Regions from separate parts of the Mus musculus genome. Here all the other regions are linked to region 1. A link is a contact called in public Hi-C data. All regions are on one chromosome and are shown on one strand. Each heading gives the region's core, a stretch centred on a gene start, on an enhancer-like site or on the middle of the called end of the contact. The rest is flanking DNA. Distances are from core to core; before and after follow the strand shown. Region 1 has its middle 9.2 kb from the start of Gm25407. Region 2 overlaps Vstm2l (V-set and transmembrane domain containing 2-like). Region 3 overlaps Ctnnbl1 (catenin, beta like 1).

Evidence for each region. A called contact is a pair of places that touch in the nucleus more often than the background predicts.
Region 2: a Hi-C map of the N1E-115 cell line shows a contact between it and region 1, with 9 times the contacts expected there. The contact joins two enhancer-like sites. A contact is called at or near these places in 2 of 484 Hi-C or Micro-C datasets (the N1E-115 cell line and bone marrow-derived macrophages) and 7 of 115 datasets of contacts at active chromatin or transcription factors (the 230-238 cell line, craniofacial prominence, embryonic forebrain and 4 more).
Region 3: a contact with region 1 is called in a Hi-C map of forebrain, with 2.7 times the contacts expected there. The contact joins two enhancer-like sites. A contact is called at or near these places in 1 of 39 promoter capture datasets (neural stem cells), 2 of 484 Hi-C or Micro-C datasets (forebrain and nephron progenitors) and 1 of 115 datasets of contacts at active chromatin or transcription factors (neural progenitor cells).

The regions. Positions count from the first base shown.
Region 1 is chr2:157,702,223-157,707,018 of GRCm38.p6, forward strand. No RefSeq gene overlaps it. Among named protein-coding and RNA genes, the nearest start is that of Gm25407, 9.2 kb to the right of the region's middle. Within about 2 kb of position 2,894, at least 20 of the 459 cell types and tissues checked have an H3K27ac peak or open chromatin away from gene starts, as enhancers often do. A contact at or near this core is called in the N1E-115 cell line and forebrain, where this site is marked.
Region 2 is chr2:157,941,374-157,946,169 of GRCm38.p6, forward strand. Vstm2l (V-set and transmembrane domain containing 2-like) reads left to right here. Exons shown (of 4, transcript NM_198627.2): 4 at 2,484-3,346. The coding sequence ends at 2,750. Among named protein-coding and RNA genes, the nearest start is that of Vstm2l, 29 kb to the left of the region's middle. Within about 2 kb of position 2,713, at least 95 of the 459 cell types and tissues checked have an H3K27ac peak or open chromatin away from gene starts, as enhancers often do. A contact at or near this core is called in the N1E-115 cell line, where this site is marked.
Region 3 is chr2:157,872,765-157,877,560 of GRCm38.p6, forward strand. The region is part of intron 13 of Ctnnbl1 (catenin, beta like 1); the gene reads left to right. Among named protein-coding and RNA genes, the nearest start is that of Vstm2l, 39 kb to the right of the region's middle. Within about 2 kb of position 2,632, at least 13 of the 459 cell types and tissues checked have an H3K27ac peak or open chromatin away from gene starts, as enhancers often do. A contact at or near this core is called in forebrain, where this site is marked.

The DNA.
Region 1 (4,796 bases), core at 1,644-4,143:
GGTGGGCATGCGTTTATTTCCAGCACTCAGGAAGCAGAGGAGCAAGGATCAGTATGAGTTAGAGGAGAGCCAGGGACCATGTAAGGGGCCCCTGTCTGAAAACAAAGAACAGCAAAAAACAAATGAAAATCGAACCTGTAAGACACCACTTCACACAGTCAGCAGTCAAGGGACACTAAGAGACAGAGAACCAGTAACAGGACACAGACACATACACACAGAGACAGATAATGCATATACAGACATATATGCAGAGAGACACACAGATTATACAGACATATATTGACATACACATATGCAAACACATACAGATATAAAAAAAAGAGAGTTCACACACACACACAGACCAGGCATGCATATGCAGACATGTATGCAAACACATAGACAAAGATGAACACACACAGAGACATATACAGACATACACACACATACATGCAGACATACATACAGACACACACAGAGAAAGACAGATCATATAGACATATACACACAGAGAGGCATGCACACAGAGACCACACATACGTATACAGACTTATACACATATACACACAGAGACATACACACACAGAGAAACATATACACAAAACACATAGACATATACAGACATGCGTGTGTACATGTGCACACATACAGACACAGAGCCAACATCATATTTTTACCCTATTCTTCTTTCCCTTATATCTTCCTTCCCTTATAAAATAAAATTTTTTCTTTTAATTGACTAGCAATAAAATATCTTCTCAGACTCATCCTAGGCAGTAATATGCATGAAATAGCAGGTTTTATATGCTACTTGCATTTTTGTAATACACATTAAAATATCTATTCAGATATAAAGGAATTCATCTGTAAACCACGAGAAATGGTTCTTAGGGCGGAGGGTGCCCTCGGCCCCCAGAGCACGCGGCTACTTTCAGGGATGTGGTTCCTGCCCTTTAAACACCACCACACTTTAATTGGACACTTTTGACTTGCTTCTCATGGTTTTGCCCCATTTTTCTCTGCAGCAATTTGGCCAGCGATTCCTGTCTCTTCCTCTATTATCCACTCTGATTAACTCAGCTGCACCTGTCAGCCTTTATTCCTGCAAGCGAGCGGGTGGAGCGAGGCGTGCTGGAGAAGTCGTTAAAATGCATGAGTTAGATCGGATCCACTCTTTCTTGGCTGGGGGTGGGGTGCGTGGTGAGTCCCAAGAGGCCCACATCTGGGCTCCCATTGGCAGCTCAGGGACTCATGGTGAGGATGTCTATGGATGCCATAGGGTTGATATCAACTTCATCTAAGAGATACTGTGGGGAGCACAGCATGGTTGGATCTCTGATAGTATGTGTGTTTCCACTGGGTGCAGGAAGCGGGTGAATTATATTTGTGTCTTGAAAGGCAGTCTTTCTTCTCTTCAATCTCTCTCTCCCTCCCTCTCCCACTCCTTCTCTCCCTTCCTCACTCCCTCTCTCCTTCCCTCCCTCTCTTTTCCTCTCCCCTCCCTTCCCTCTCTCCCTCCTTCTGCCTCCTTGTTTATTTTGAGACAAGGTCTCACATATCCTAGACTGGCCTGACTCACTATGCAGCCAAGGATGGATGACCTTGAACGTCTCATCCCCGATGCCTCTAACTGTGTTGGGATCCCAGGTGTGCACAACCACACCCAGTTTAGGTAGTGCTGGGAATGGAACTCAGAGCCTTGTGCCTACTAGGCAAGCATGTGACCAGCTGAGCCCCAGTCCCTGCCAGAAGAGATATTCCTCAAGATGGATGAGGCTTGATTCCAGAACTTTCATTCTTTTCTTCTACCTGTTTTTCTTGGATACTTGCAGCACATAGTGATTAAACTCCCTTTCTTCTTCTTCTTCTTCTTCTTCTTCTTCTTCTTCTTCTTCTTCTTCTTCTTCTTCTTCTTCTTCTTCTTCCTCTTCCTCCTCCTTCTTCTTCTTCCTCTTCCTCTTCCTCTTCCTCTTCCTCTTCTCCTTCTCCTTCTCCTCCTCCTCCTCCTTCTCCTCCTCCTCCTCCTTCTTTTTAAAAGTTTCTAAAATTGCAGTTACGTGGGAGGGGGGGGGGGTCTGGCTCAAGAGCCACAGTGTGCATGTGGAAATCTGAGGACCATGTGGGTCTTAGGAAGAAGAGGCAGGATGATGGGAAATTCAAGGTCATCCTTAGCCCCATAGTCACAGTAGTAGGTCAGAGTTCAAGCTTTGATGCCCATGGTGACCCAGAGTAAAAGTTCTGTGCTCGGATGAGAGCTGTGTCCTCTGTGATGTCGAGACAGCTATGCTTCAGGGAGTGATACAATTGGTCCTGCAACTGGTCCATGATGGTCGGCAGCTGTCCATCCCAGCACAGCCTTACATAAAGTCTTAGTGAATCTTAACATTTGCTTCTTTCTCCAGCTCTTCCTTCCTTTTCCTGCCTCTTTGTCTTTATTTATTTATTTATTTATTTATTTATTTATTTTTGCCTGCTTGTGCTCTCTCTCCATCCAATTGCAACTGCAGGGAACAGCAGGAGTTTAAACTGAGGTCAGATCCTGGAGACACCCCAATGGCAAGAGGAATGCAACTTCAGCCTAAGGGAACTAGTGACTCCTGACAGGTTACCCAGTGAAAAGAGACCTGGCTGGAGTGGGGGGTGGGGATGAATCTGGTAGCAGAGATGGGAACAGAGTGCTGAGGACAAGCTAGGAGCAGAGGGGGAAGATACCGCGGACCCTGGAGGTCAGGTGAGAAGAGTGGTGGGCAGAGGTTGCATCCCTGGATTCCACCCTTGCCCAGTGTGTCGGGGAGAAGCCGTCTCCTTCATCCATCTTGCTACAAAACTCAGCCAGAGCTCTCGGCCTTCCAGAGCGACCTCAGAGCAGAGTGTGACCTCTCCTGGCCAGCACTGAGAGGATTCCAGGCCCCAGTGACACCTCTGGCTTTCCAGTGAAGACTTTGCTGGCTCCCGTAGGTTTCCAGCATCTTCCGGCCTGTTCCCTGCCCGGAGATTAATTTGTTTACTCCCTTGCCTGGAGATGAACTGAGAGAACTAATCGTCCATCAGCCGCACAACCTTGCCCCGCCCGGCCCTGAATGTCCATTTTCTGGCAAAATATGTCCTCTCTGCTGCCAAGGCTTTTTGGAAAATGCTAATTTTATCCTCAAATTAAAATTTGTTCCCCTTTCCTCATTTTAATAAAAGCGAGGCATCCGGAAATGTTGCCATAGTGCAGAAGCGAACGTTCCCGACATAATTTTCAAAATGCCTTCGATCACGCGGCTTTCGGAAGGGCCTGTCCTCTGGCCCTGACCTCCCTTCCCCATCTCCACGCCCCCTGGGGCAGCATTTACATTTCTTAATAACCCCTCATTAATATGCATGAGAAGGGGTGGGTAATAATGGCTGAGCACGCTGCACTAATTCAATTTCCACCCGCCTCGGCCTGTTTACTTAATCACCAAGGGACCCGGGTTACTCAGCATAATTATTTATTCGGAATTAGATCTGGAGGCATCTGGACTGAGCAAAATGGAAACTGGAGTCTCTTGGTCCTGAGCTCTGGGCCCTCCCGCTGGCCGGCTGCCTGCCAAAGGCTCAAGGCCGGCGGGGTCAGCTTAAAACCTGGGCTGGTGGGGGGGGGGGGTTCTTATCAAAGTACAGAAGACTCAGGTACGATGACCGGGTCAAAAATCTCTCCCCCATGGTGGTCTAGAGGGACCATCAGCTCTGCTGGTGGCTAAGAGTAAGGTTGGGCCAGAGGCAGGCCTCAGGGGGTGCTGGGAGCTTATCCCAACACCGGCATGTGCTGAGACTTGGACACAGGCCTTACAGGGAGGAGAAAGAGTGTGTGCCTTGAGTCAGAATATTAATGGCTGGTCACCCATATCCGAGTGTCAGTATGCACGAAGCTAACTACAACCTGTGGCTTCGGGCATCCACTGGGATTCTTGAGACATATCCCCTGAGCATAGTAGGGAGCCACGGTGTAATAGGCCAGCTCCTTGGGCCACACTCCTCTAATTTGATGCTCAGTGAGCTCCTGTTCATGCCTCAAAACCCAACTCCCTTGGCTGCTGCATTCTCCTGGCAAAGCCACAGCTCCCCGTCACGTTTTCCACACTCTGCTCTATCCCTGAGCCCCCTCCAGTGCCGCTCATTTTTCATAAGTCCTATGTCCTACTTGTGTAGGAGCAAGGGGGATGTTAGGTGTTTCTCTGTCGGGGTGGCCTCTCCTCTGGGTCTCTGGCTCCCAGGAGCGCCACAGTCCACTGGGAGCCCTCTCCTGGATAGCTAGCACACAGCCTTCTCCTCTGTCTCTCAGGCACAGCATGGGGGCAGCCTTCTGCAGCTGGTCTTTGGACTCCTCTGAACCTCCAGTTGCTTCTCAGAATCTCCATTACCTTCTAACTGAAGAAGTTCCTCTGGTGTGATTCCTTCAGTGGTTCCTGCTTCCACACTGTCTGATCTGGTCACTGCTGGAATGTAAGGACCTGGTGGGGAGGGCCACAGCCTTTGTCCCAGGACTTAGATATGAAAATACTCCCAGAGATGGATGGATGGAGAGAAGGATGAATATTGATTATATGACTTTCTAGTCAGGTTCTACTCCTGTTTCTCCCTGATGTGAATACACATTTTTATGAAAATAATTCTCAGCCAGGCAGAGTGGCACAGCCTGTAATCCCAGCACGGATACTGAGGTAGGATTACTACACATGTGAGGCCAGTCTGGTTTATAAAGTGGCCTCTAGGCCAGCCTGGGCTACATTGTAAGACCTGTCTCAAAACACAACACAACACAACACAACACAACACCACACATCAAC
Region 2 (4,796 bases), core at 1,463-3,962, 240 kb after region 1:
GTGGGCCTCCCTCCCCAGGAGCGGCGGCTCCCAGCGCTACGTATTATTACTCCATTAGCGCCTTGTAGGGTTGACAAATGAAGGATAATTAATATCCGTGAGGGAAACAGATGTTGAGGTAATTCGCTCCCGCTGCGCATTTGCGATGGCTTCTCCTAACTCACTAGAGAGTGTGGCGGGACCGCGGGGGTCTTTCTGTGCCCTTGGTCAGGGTGATGGAGTCGGCCAGAGTGAATTCCAGCTGAGCCCCACACTAGGGAGGGAGCACCTAGTTCTTGGCTCTCCTTACCTGTGTTTCCTTTGGGATGTTCTGTCTGCGTTCCACACCAGTGCTTCTTGCTCTAGCCATAAGCTCATGCGTTCCTGCTTCTCACCAGGAGGCTCTTATGGGGCCTGTGCGGCCAACTCTGGAATCCTCTGTGGGTCTGTCACATTGTTTCCAGGCTGGAAGTCGGTTCCTAGCCTGGCTACATACTGATGCTGGCTCCTGACCAGGCCAAGACTTCTTTTTTGGAGTCACAAGTTTCCCCCTCAGTAAATCCACCACCTTATCTGTATGCATTGTAAGACAAAAGGGTAGCATTAGGGAGCCACTCCAATTGGAAAAAGGAGATGGGGTGAGTCCTTCCACTCAAGAGACACTAGCTGCTGTTTGTGAGTTCTCTATTGACCCTTGTGTGTGTCCCCGGCTGTGTGTCTCAGTGCAGGCTGGGAAATATGTCTACAGGCCATACCTGCCTTCTCAGGAACCATCATTTTTACCCTGGGTTCTCTTACTTGGGAGGTGGGAACAGCAGGGAACCACTAGAGTGATCTGTGGGACTTGGCAGGCACAGATAATGCCATCTAGAGAGGGACATAAGTATCCAGAGATGGGGCTGGTGGGGTTAGCAGCCCGCTACTGTGATCTCAGGAAGGGTGAGTCTTGCCAGATGATGACTGGGCTTTCAGCTCTAAGAAGGGTCCTTACACTCCCAGCGTCCTTCCCAGTTAACATTTTCTTTTGTTATTTTTAGTTATAGACATGTAGAAATTTACAAAAAAAAAAAAAAAAAAAAGATCAGAGTCCCCATACCCACCGCCCAGTCTCCCTAATGATGCATTCGACTCCAAATGCCTCTTCTCTTGTAATGGAAAAGAAAGTTGCCAACAGAGTTATATTCAGAGCAGATTGAATCATGAGAGTGTCAATCTGGAAACTACCGGAATACCAGCCAACGGGAAACTGTGTAGGCAAGTATACGATAGAATACTACACAGCAATGAACAGAGCCAGCTGATTGTGTGAAAGAAAGTCAGACTTGCAAACCCCCCTCCCCTACCCCCTCCCCTCCAAAGAGAGTTCTGGAATAAGGTTAAAATTGGATGGCGGTGGTGGACCCACAGGCACAGCAGGAATAGGTTGTCTACCGAGCTGGGTGTTCTTGACCCAGGAGAGCGGGCTCCCAACTATAAAATGAAAAAGACTGGGTCAAGGGTCAGGTGTGGTGCTACAATCTAGCGTTTTGGAGGCTAAGGCAGGGTCCTGACTTAGAGACCAGCCTGGACAACATAGGAGACTTTAGCTTTAAAATAATCACATCAATAAAAAGCCAAAACTTTACAAGATAACACCCACTCCACCTCCAGGGAGTGGACAGTTAAACTCTAGAATCCAAATGTAGTACTCGGTTGTCAGCCTGTGTCCCTTTTTTTTCTTAGATTTTACTTGTTTTTATTTTATGCGTTTGCCTGAATATATATATATATATATATATATATATATATATATATATATATATATATATCTGCGCACCACACATGTGCCGGGTGCCCGTACTAGAGGAGGAAATTGGCTCCCCTGGAACTGAAGGTACAGACAATTGTGCGCAGCCATGTGGGTGCTGGGAATTGAACCCCGGTCCTCTGCAAGAGCAGCCTGTGCGCTTAAGCTCTGGACCTTCTTTCCAGTTTCCAGGCCCAGTACAGGGTTGGTGAGATGGCTTAGCAGGTAATGGGCGCTGGCCATGAAGTCAAATACATGAGTTTGATCCTTAGGATCCAGATGGTGGAAGGCGAGGGGACTCCTGCAGATTTTCCTCTGACCACACATTTACTGTGGCACGTGCCTTCCCAACCCCCAAGTTTCCTGAGCTCTACCGAAGCTCTGCTGTGAGGCTGCTGGCTTCTGTCCTACGCAGGGCTTTTCCGTTTGTTCAAAACAGCAGCACAGCCTGGGAGCTTTGCCAGGAGTCTGGTTCCCTGCTTGTCTGTGGAACTCTTGTCAGTTCTGGCTCACCCTTCTTCAATGCTGGGCGGTATTCCACTGGCTGCACGCAACTCTCCGTGGATAGGAGTTAGCGTTGCTTCTGTTTGTCCGTCTGCCATTCAACAGTTCGGATGCTGACCTTGGGTCCCCTCCCTGGCGGTATCTGGGGTGGGGACAGCCTGGCGGCTTGGCTCGCGACCCCGGCCGGTTCTCACGGTGCCTCTGTCGCCCCCAGGTGGTCAAGGTGGTGGGCAGCAACATCTCCCACAAGCTTCGGCTGTCCCGGGTGAAGCCCACGGACGAAGGCACCTACGAGTGCCGCGTGATCGACTTCAGCGACGGCAAGGCCCGGCATCACAAGGTCAAAGCATACCTGCGGGTGCAGCCCGGGGAGAACTCGGTGCTGCAGCTGCCTGATGCGCCCCCCGCCGCGCCGGCGCCGCCGCCCAAGCCGGGCCGGGAGCTGCGCAAGCGCTCTCTGCCCGAGGCCTGCAGCCTGTAGCCCGCCCGCCCCGCATGCAGTCCTCCCGGCCCTGCGGCGACGGCGGCAGAGGAGTCCCGCGTGTGCTTTGCTTGCTTATCCCCCTCCCGGCTCCGCCTCGTGCACCCCGTCCTCGCGGCCAGCCCCCTGGTGAGGAGCCGGGCCGGGGCCCAACGCTCCTGTTCCTCATCATTCTACCTGGAACCGGCTCCGGAACCCCGAGGGAGGCGGAGCCCCACCAGCCCCACGCGGGAGGCTGCCCCGCCAGGCAGAGTTAGCACCAGCAGGCTCGCTCAGGGCCCCCCGAGGCTCTCCCCGAGCCCCCCTCTGCCGGCAACCCCCCCCCACGCCCAGCCCCTTCTCGGGCCTGTGAAGTCCACCCAAGGGACCCCCTCCGCCCATCCCATCCCTATTCCTGATCAGGGGACACCCACCCTGGTGGTTTGTAAATATTTCTATTGGGCCCACCCCGCCCCGGAACTGGCTCAAACCTCTGGCCACCCTCGGTGATGGAGGGGAGGTGGGAGGCCCAGGGCTTTGCCTAGGGGTGAGCGGGCCCTGTGTATATGACCCAACCTGTGAGTACCAGCCAACTCCAATAAAGCGGTTTAAACCAACCCGGGCAGTGCCTTGCTGAGGCTGGGAGCTGAGCCGCTGTGGGGAGGAAGGGAGGGTTTTGTAGGTCACAGCACTGAGCAGAGGTGACCTGGTGCTGAGAGGAGCCTGGCAGCTTTGCAGAGAGCAGGAGTTGCTGCTGGCCTTGGGAAGGGGTCTCAAGGGGCGAGAGAAGCAGCCTTTGTCGTCCCCCACTGTGAATACTGAACCCGAATTAGTCCTAGATTCTGAGATAATCACACATACAGAAGAACCTGTGAAGCATGTTTGCGCAAGTGTATAAACATCTTTGTAGCTGTCACCCAGCAAATCCATCACCCCATAGCGGACTCCCACCTTGGCCCTCAGTATCCTCTACCCTACCAGGGAACCCAGTGGTGACTCTTGTTTTGTTTTGTTTTGTTTTTTTCGAGACAGGGTTTCTCTGTATAGCCCTGGCTGTCCTGGAACTCACTTTGTGGATCAGGCTGGCCTCGAACTCAGAAATCTGCCTGCCTCTGCCTCCCAAGTGCTGGGATTAAAGGCCTGCTCCACCACGCCTGGCCCAGTGGTGACTCTTACGGTAATATCATCATCATCAACAACAACAACAACATCACGGCCGTCAGTTTTGGCTCTAGAGTCTCATATAGCCCCAGTGGTCTTCTTGTTTCAGTCTCCTAAGAACTAGGATTATAGAAGTGTGCCATCACCCCTAGCTTAGTAGGTTTGTTTTAGTTTTTTTTTTTTTTTTAAATATTTATTTATTTATTATATGTAAGTACACTATAGCTGTCTTCAGACACCTCAGAAGAGGGCATCAGATATCATTACGGATGGTTGTGATCCACCATGTGGTTGCTGGGATTTGAACTCAGGACTTTGGAAGAACAGTCAGTGCTCTTAACCGCTGAGCCATCTCTCCAGCCCCTTTTTTGGTTTTTCGAGACAGGGTTTCTCTGTATAGCCCCGGCTGTCCTGGACCTCACTTTGTAGACCAGGCTGGCCTCGAACTCAGAAATCCGCCTGCCTCTGCCTCCCGAGTGCTGGGATCAAAGGCGTGCGCCACCACGCCCAGCTGTTTTAGTTTTAATACCTATATGTACATCACTTTATTTCTTACTACAGTCTTTGGGTGGTAGGGTGGGGGAGGTGTGCAGAGGCCAGAGAACAACCCGAAGATCTCAGGGATAGCAGTCCTCTCCTTCCACCTTGTGGGTCCCAGGAATTGAACTTAGGTCATCAGGCTGGGAGAGGCAAGCGCCTTCCCCCACTGAGCTGGCTCCCCCATTGCCACTTTAAACAAAACAATCGACTTGACTTCTCTTTTTTTCAGTGCTGGGAATGGGGTACCTTGCACATGCTAGGCAAGTGCTCTCCCGGGGAGCTTTATCCCAGCCCCCTCATATTTGAATTTTGTGGTTTTGTGTTTGAAACACGGCCTCCCTCACGTAGCTCAGCATGGCCTCACAC
Region 3 (4,796 bases), core at 1,382-3,881, 170 kb after region 1:
CATTCTATCTGATACCTGAGGGGCACTGGGGGACTGATGAGTGCCACAGTAAGGGAGCCTTTCTTTGTGAGAGTGACAACTAGACACAAATGAAGATGCTCTACTTCTGTGTGGGAGCAGCCATGACACCACCGGAACTCTAGCCCAGCCATAGCCCCTCATAGAACCTGCTGGAGCAGATTCCAAGTGGCAGAAGAAAACCTGGGAGGCAGATACACCATCTTGAAGTTACTATCAGTCATGGCTTGTCACTGTTCCTCGTGTGGCTCCTAGGTCCCTTTAGCTTAGTGTTTCACTTAATGGCACAGCCAGGTGCTTTGTTAGAGGTGGGGGTACACACTCCGAGGAAGACCAGTAGGCACTTGAGTGTTGGGAGCACCTTGCACGTCACTGTTAGGGTCCTTGGTGTGCTTCCCCAAAGATGATCCATTATCTGCATTGAAGAGGGTGTGGAATTGGTTTGCAGTGAGGGAGAGTGATGGCTGCAGCCCCACCCCCAGCCTCCAGCAGGCTGCTGTGTGCCACCAACTCGGGCCCTGCCATTCGCTGACAAACAGCTGTCTCCTTGGTGCCAAGGCCGTTTTGCTGGGCACTGGCAAACATTCCAAGGCCATTAGTGCTCAGCAGCCTCGTGCTGCTCCAAGAGCCAAGGCAGGAGGGGCATGTTGGTGAGAGGCATTTGCTGCCAGCACTTGGGCTGTCTTGGCAGATGAAGCCACCTCATGGGTGTTGTGTCACAGAGCAACACAAGCTCCCTTTCACCCCTTCCTCCTGTTGTCCTCTCTAAGTCATGGACAGCTGCTCTCCCTGCTCCCAGTACAGACGTTCTACACCGAGTGGGAACTCCTCAGCCAGTGCTGATGCAAGCACTATTTCTAAGGCATTTGGATGGCAGTGACCCTCAGATTAGGAATGAGGGTCTAGTATTTCACTAAGCCTGAAAGGACACCCACTCTAGATAACAGAGTCAAACATTGGCTTTTCAGTGTCTCTCACCCTAACCTTTCCCTGAAAACCTCCATTTCTCTGTATGTGGTTTGCACTTGACCAAGATTCAGTGGAGAGAATCCAGTCATTTGGCAAATGTTGATAGACTCCTGTTCTGGGCCAAGTGCTGGACCAGGCACTGGCCAAAGACGAGAGGCCCAAGTGCCAATTAGAAACCTGAGTGTGGTGTGTGCTGCTGGGGAGAGCCAGGGACCCAGAGGGCAGCTCAAGCCACCCCAGTGACTCTGTGACTCTTCCACATGCACACCAAGTAGGGATGGGGTTTTTCAGTCTACTGCCAGACCCTGGGAGAGGAGGGGGGACCAGGGAGGTGGCCTTTCCCTGACTCTCTGCTCAGGACACATAGCCTCACTGGCCCGGACTATTTTTCCCCATTTGTTTTTAAGGTGTTTGAATTTTTGTGCTTGGAGAAACTGGGTAGGTAGTGGTATAACAAGTAACGCCTGACCCAGCACCAGGAACAGGCAGAGAGCCTTTGTTTCCTTTTCTCTGGGAGGTCCCTGTTAACTCCCAGTTGGTTCTCTGCCTTCCCTACACCTCCAGCCCTGTCTTCCTGCCTTGGGTATTAGAGCTAGTGCCTCCTACAAGGTCAGATCTCATTAAATATGTGCCCACCTCAGAGAAATAGTCATAAAACCCGTCCCTTCATAGCTGGTAGGCAGTGTGCTTGTTTGCTTCCTCTGTGCCTGTCATTTTGTTGGTGGTGGTGGTTGGTTGGTTTTGGTTTTTCTGAGGCAGGGTTTCTTTTTGTGTAGCCCTGACTGTCCTGGAACTCACTCTGTAGGCCAGGCTGGCCTCAAACTCAGAGATCCACCTGTCTCTGCCTCCCCAGTACTGGGACTAAAGGTGTGCACCATCACCACCCCAGCATGGTCTCCTCTTAAGATTTTCACCCTGAGCCTGAGGAAAGGACCACTGCTCCTTGAGGGAGTTCGTTGTCTGCCCCCTGGGTGTTAAGGATGGAGGGATCTGCCTACCTCCACGTTGTTCCAGAACTTTCATTTTTGCTGGTAGTGCTTAGTTTACAAAACAACAAAACCCCACACAACCCCTCTCACTGAAAATACTTGAAAGTACACACAAGTAGATTCTAATGTGACTGCAGCAGTAGCATAGTGTTTGGTTGGTGATGGGTCTTGTCTTGTTGCTTGCAGTGTTAGGAATAGAAGCCAGGGCCTTACACATGCAGGGCAAATGCTCTCCTGTGGAGCAACATCCCCAGTCCTGCAGCTGTCTGCACTAAGGAAACAAACATGCTTAGAAGCATGCATGGGACTCCTCCAGCACTAGATTATTTTAGCATTTTCAGTTCATAGTATATTACTACAGCAGTACATAACTGGAAGAGAGCGCCGTCCATGCCTTGGGCTGGTTGGTGCCCAGTGTGTTCCGGCTGTACTCAGTGTCCTTGAGATCCAGAGTGAAGTTGGACATACCCCAGGGGCTCCTGGTTAACAAGATTTGAACTTTTAAAGGCCGTGTAATGTTTCCAACTCTTCCAGCAAGCAGCAGCCCTCGTGATCAGTAAATATCCAGGGCGCTTGTCTCAGCAGATTTCACTGGGCTCCCCAAACAGGCTGAAGCCCAGAAAAGACCAGGATCCCTGTGGGTTCAGCGTACAGAAGCTGCCTTCAGAAGCAAGACGTAATTAGATAGGTGCTGGCAGGGATTTCTGAAAGAGGGAGGAGAGCCTTAGAGAGAGGCTTTTCTTTCTTAGTTCCTGGGAAAATTATACTCAGCAGGTTTATTCAATAAAGTGTTCTCACCACATACTTCTCACCGTAATGACTTACAAATTGCATGCTAATTTTGCCACAGTTAAGTCATTCTAGGCTTTATCCTGCAAAGAAAAAGATGGACTCTGTAATGAAACAGTATCCACAGGACTTGATATCTTAAGCAGACTGGCTGTTTCTTCAGCATCCAGAACTCACTTGAAGATATGGGTGAACGGGGGTGAAGGGTGGAATGAGCATGTGGGGTGCGTGACCCTGAGCGCCAGGTGGAGATCTGGTTTCTGCTGTTCTACTAACTATGCTGGAAGCTTCCAAAGCAAGCTTTAAAAAAGAGAGAGTGCATCCTGCTGAGAGTTCCTCTCAGCCCATCTTTAAGCCAGTACCTCACAGACTTTCTCAGCCAGGGAGTTTGCCAGTAGAAGCTAGTGGGGAGGGTGTCTTTTCCTGTCTCCTACTGCCCTCTTTGGACACCCACTGTTTCAGCCATGGCCCCTTTGGTGCCTCCTGCTTCTCTGACAGTCATTTCCAATCAGTTACTGGAAAAGAAGTCAGTAGGTCTGAGTTCTGGATCCACACCCCTGCACTTGCCTTACAGCATCGTGGCCCTGAGCACAGTGCTTTTCCTTTCTGAAACTGAGTGCTCACTCAGTGAAGCTAACATCTCACCTCTCCGCCACCTCCCAGGCTTGTTGTCGGGTTTGCAAGGGTTAGGGCTGTGCCCCCTCCCATACCTCTGTAGGCTCACAGTCCGGTGTACCTGGATGTCACTTATAGGCTCCTCTGGCTCATTAAGTCAAACCCAAACCATGGGGTCCGCAGAGTGGGAACACCCTAGGACCATTCACCAGTGTAACCAGTCAGACCCTGGAAGCCATCTGCTGCCTCACATCCACCAGACAAGCTCTACCGGCATTGGCTCCCAGCCCTTCTCACTGCCACGGGCTTCATCACTTCCTTTGCTTTCACACAGCAGCCACCTAACTAGGCTCCTTACTCTAGGAGTGTGCCCTGTGGGTCTTCCTCACCCTACCCAGAGAGTATCTACGTGCATACTTGCTTAGACCATTCCCAACACTCACACACACACTCACACACACACACAGTCAATCCAGTGTTGTTGTGATACCATCCGCTTGTAGGTGAACCTAAACCAGGCCCTGCCACATCCCTTGCCCATCACTACATGAAGAAGCCACTTGTTGCTTCTGGATTCACTTTCTCAAATCTGCAAGAGCCAGGTGTGGTAGTGCACAGCCATAATCTCAGCTCTTGGGAGACCGAGGCAGAAGAATCTCAGACCCAAGGCTGAAACACCCACTGGACACTTGCCCGTTATGTCTGCAGCATCTCTTCCGCACCCTCCTCTGCTGCAGCTGGCTGCCCGCCCCTTCAGTAGCCTTCAGGGCTCGGGTGTGTAGACAGATATTAGGTGTGTGTGTGTGTGTGTGTGTGTGTGTGTGTGTGTGTGTGTGTGTGGTGCCTGTCATACAGAGCAGCTGCAGTAGTAGTCTCCCTCAGTTCTTAGAAACCCATCCCTGAGGATGCCCAGAGCCTCGCCGTGGTACTAAGCACATCTGCACCACAGCCTCGGGATGCAGATGAGAGACTTGGCCACTGTTCTGGCTCTGCCTCCCTTGAACTCCCTGCTTTGCTTACTGGCGAAAGTGAGTATAAGAGCACTGATCTTGCGCAGTGGAACCTAAGCACAGATAGTCCCTGGCTTAAGAGGCTGTTCGTCAGAATTATTGTCACAAGTGGCTCTGGCCTGCGTGCTTGTCCGTCCGTCCTCCAATCCAGTGGAGTCCTCACTGGTAGAGTTTGCGTGTACTTTCTCCCCATAGAACCATCATTTTCTGATAATACCTGCTATGGTGGGAACTCTGCCTCTCAATACTTGTTCCCTGTTGGCAAAAATGAACAGTTGGGTGTTTGGGGTTTTGTTTGTTTGTTTTTTAGGGGAAAGGAGGCACAACAGAACCAAGGAACCCTGTATAGCCAGGTTAAGTACCAGCTTTGCCACACAGAGTGGAAAGTGCCCTTTGTTCTAGGAGG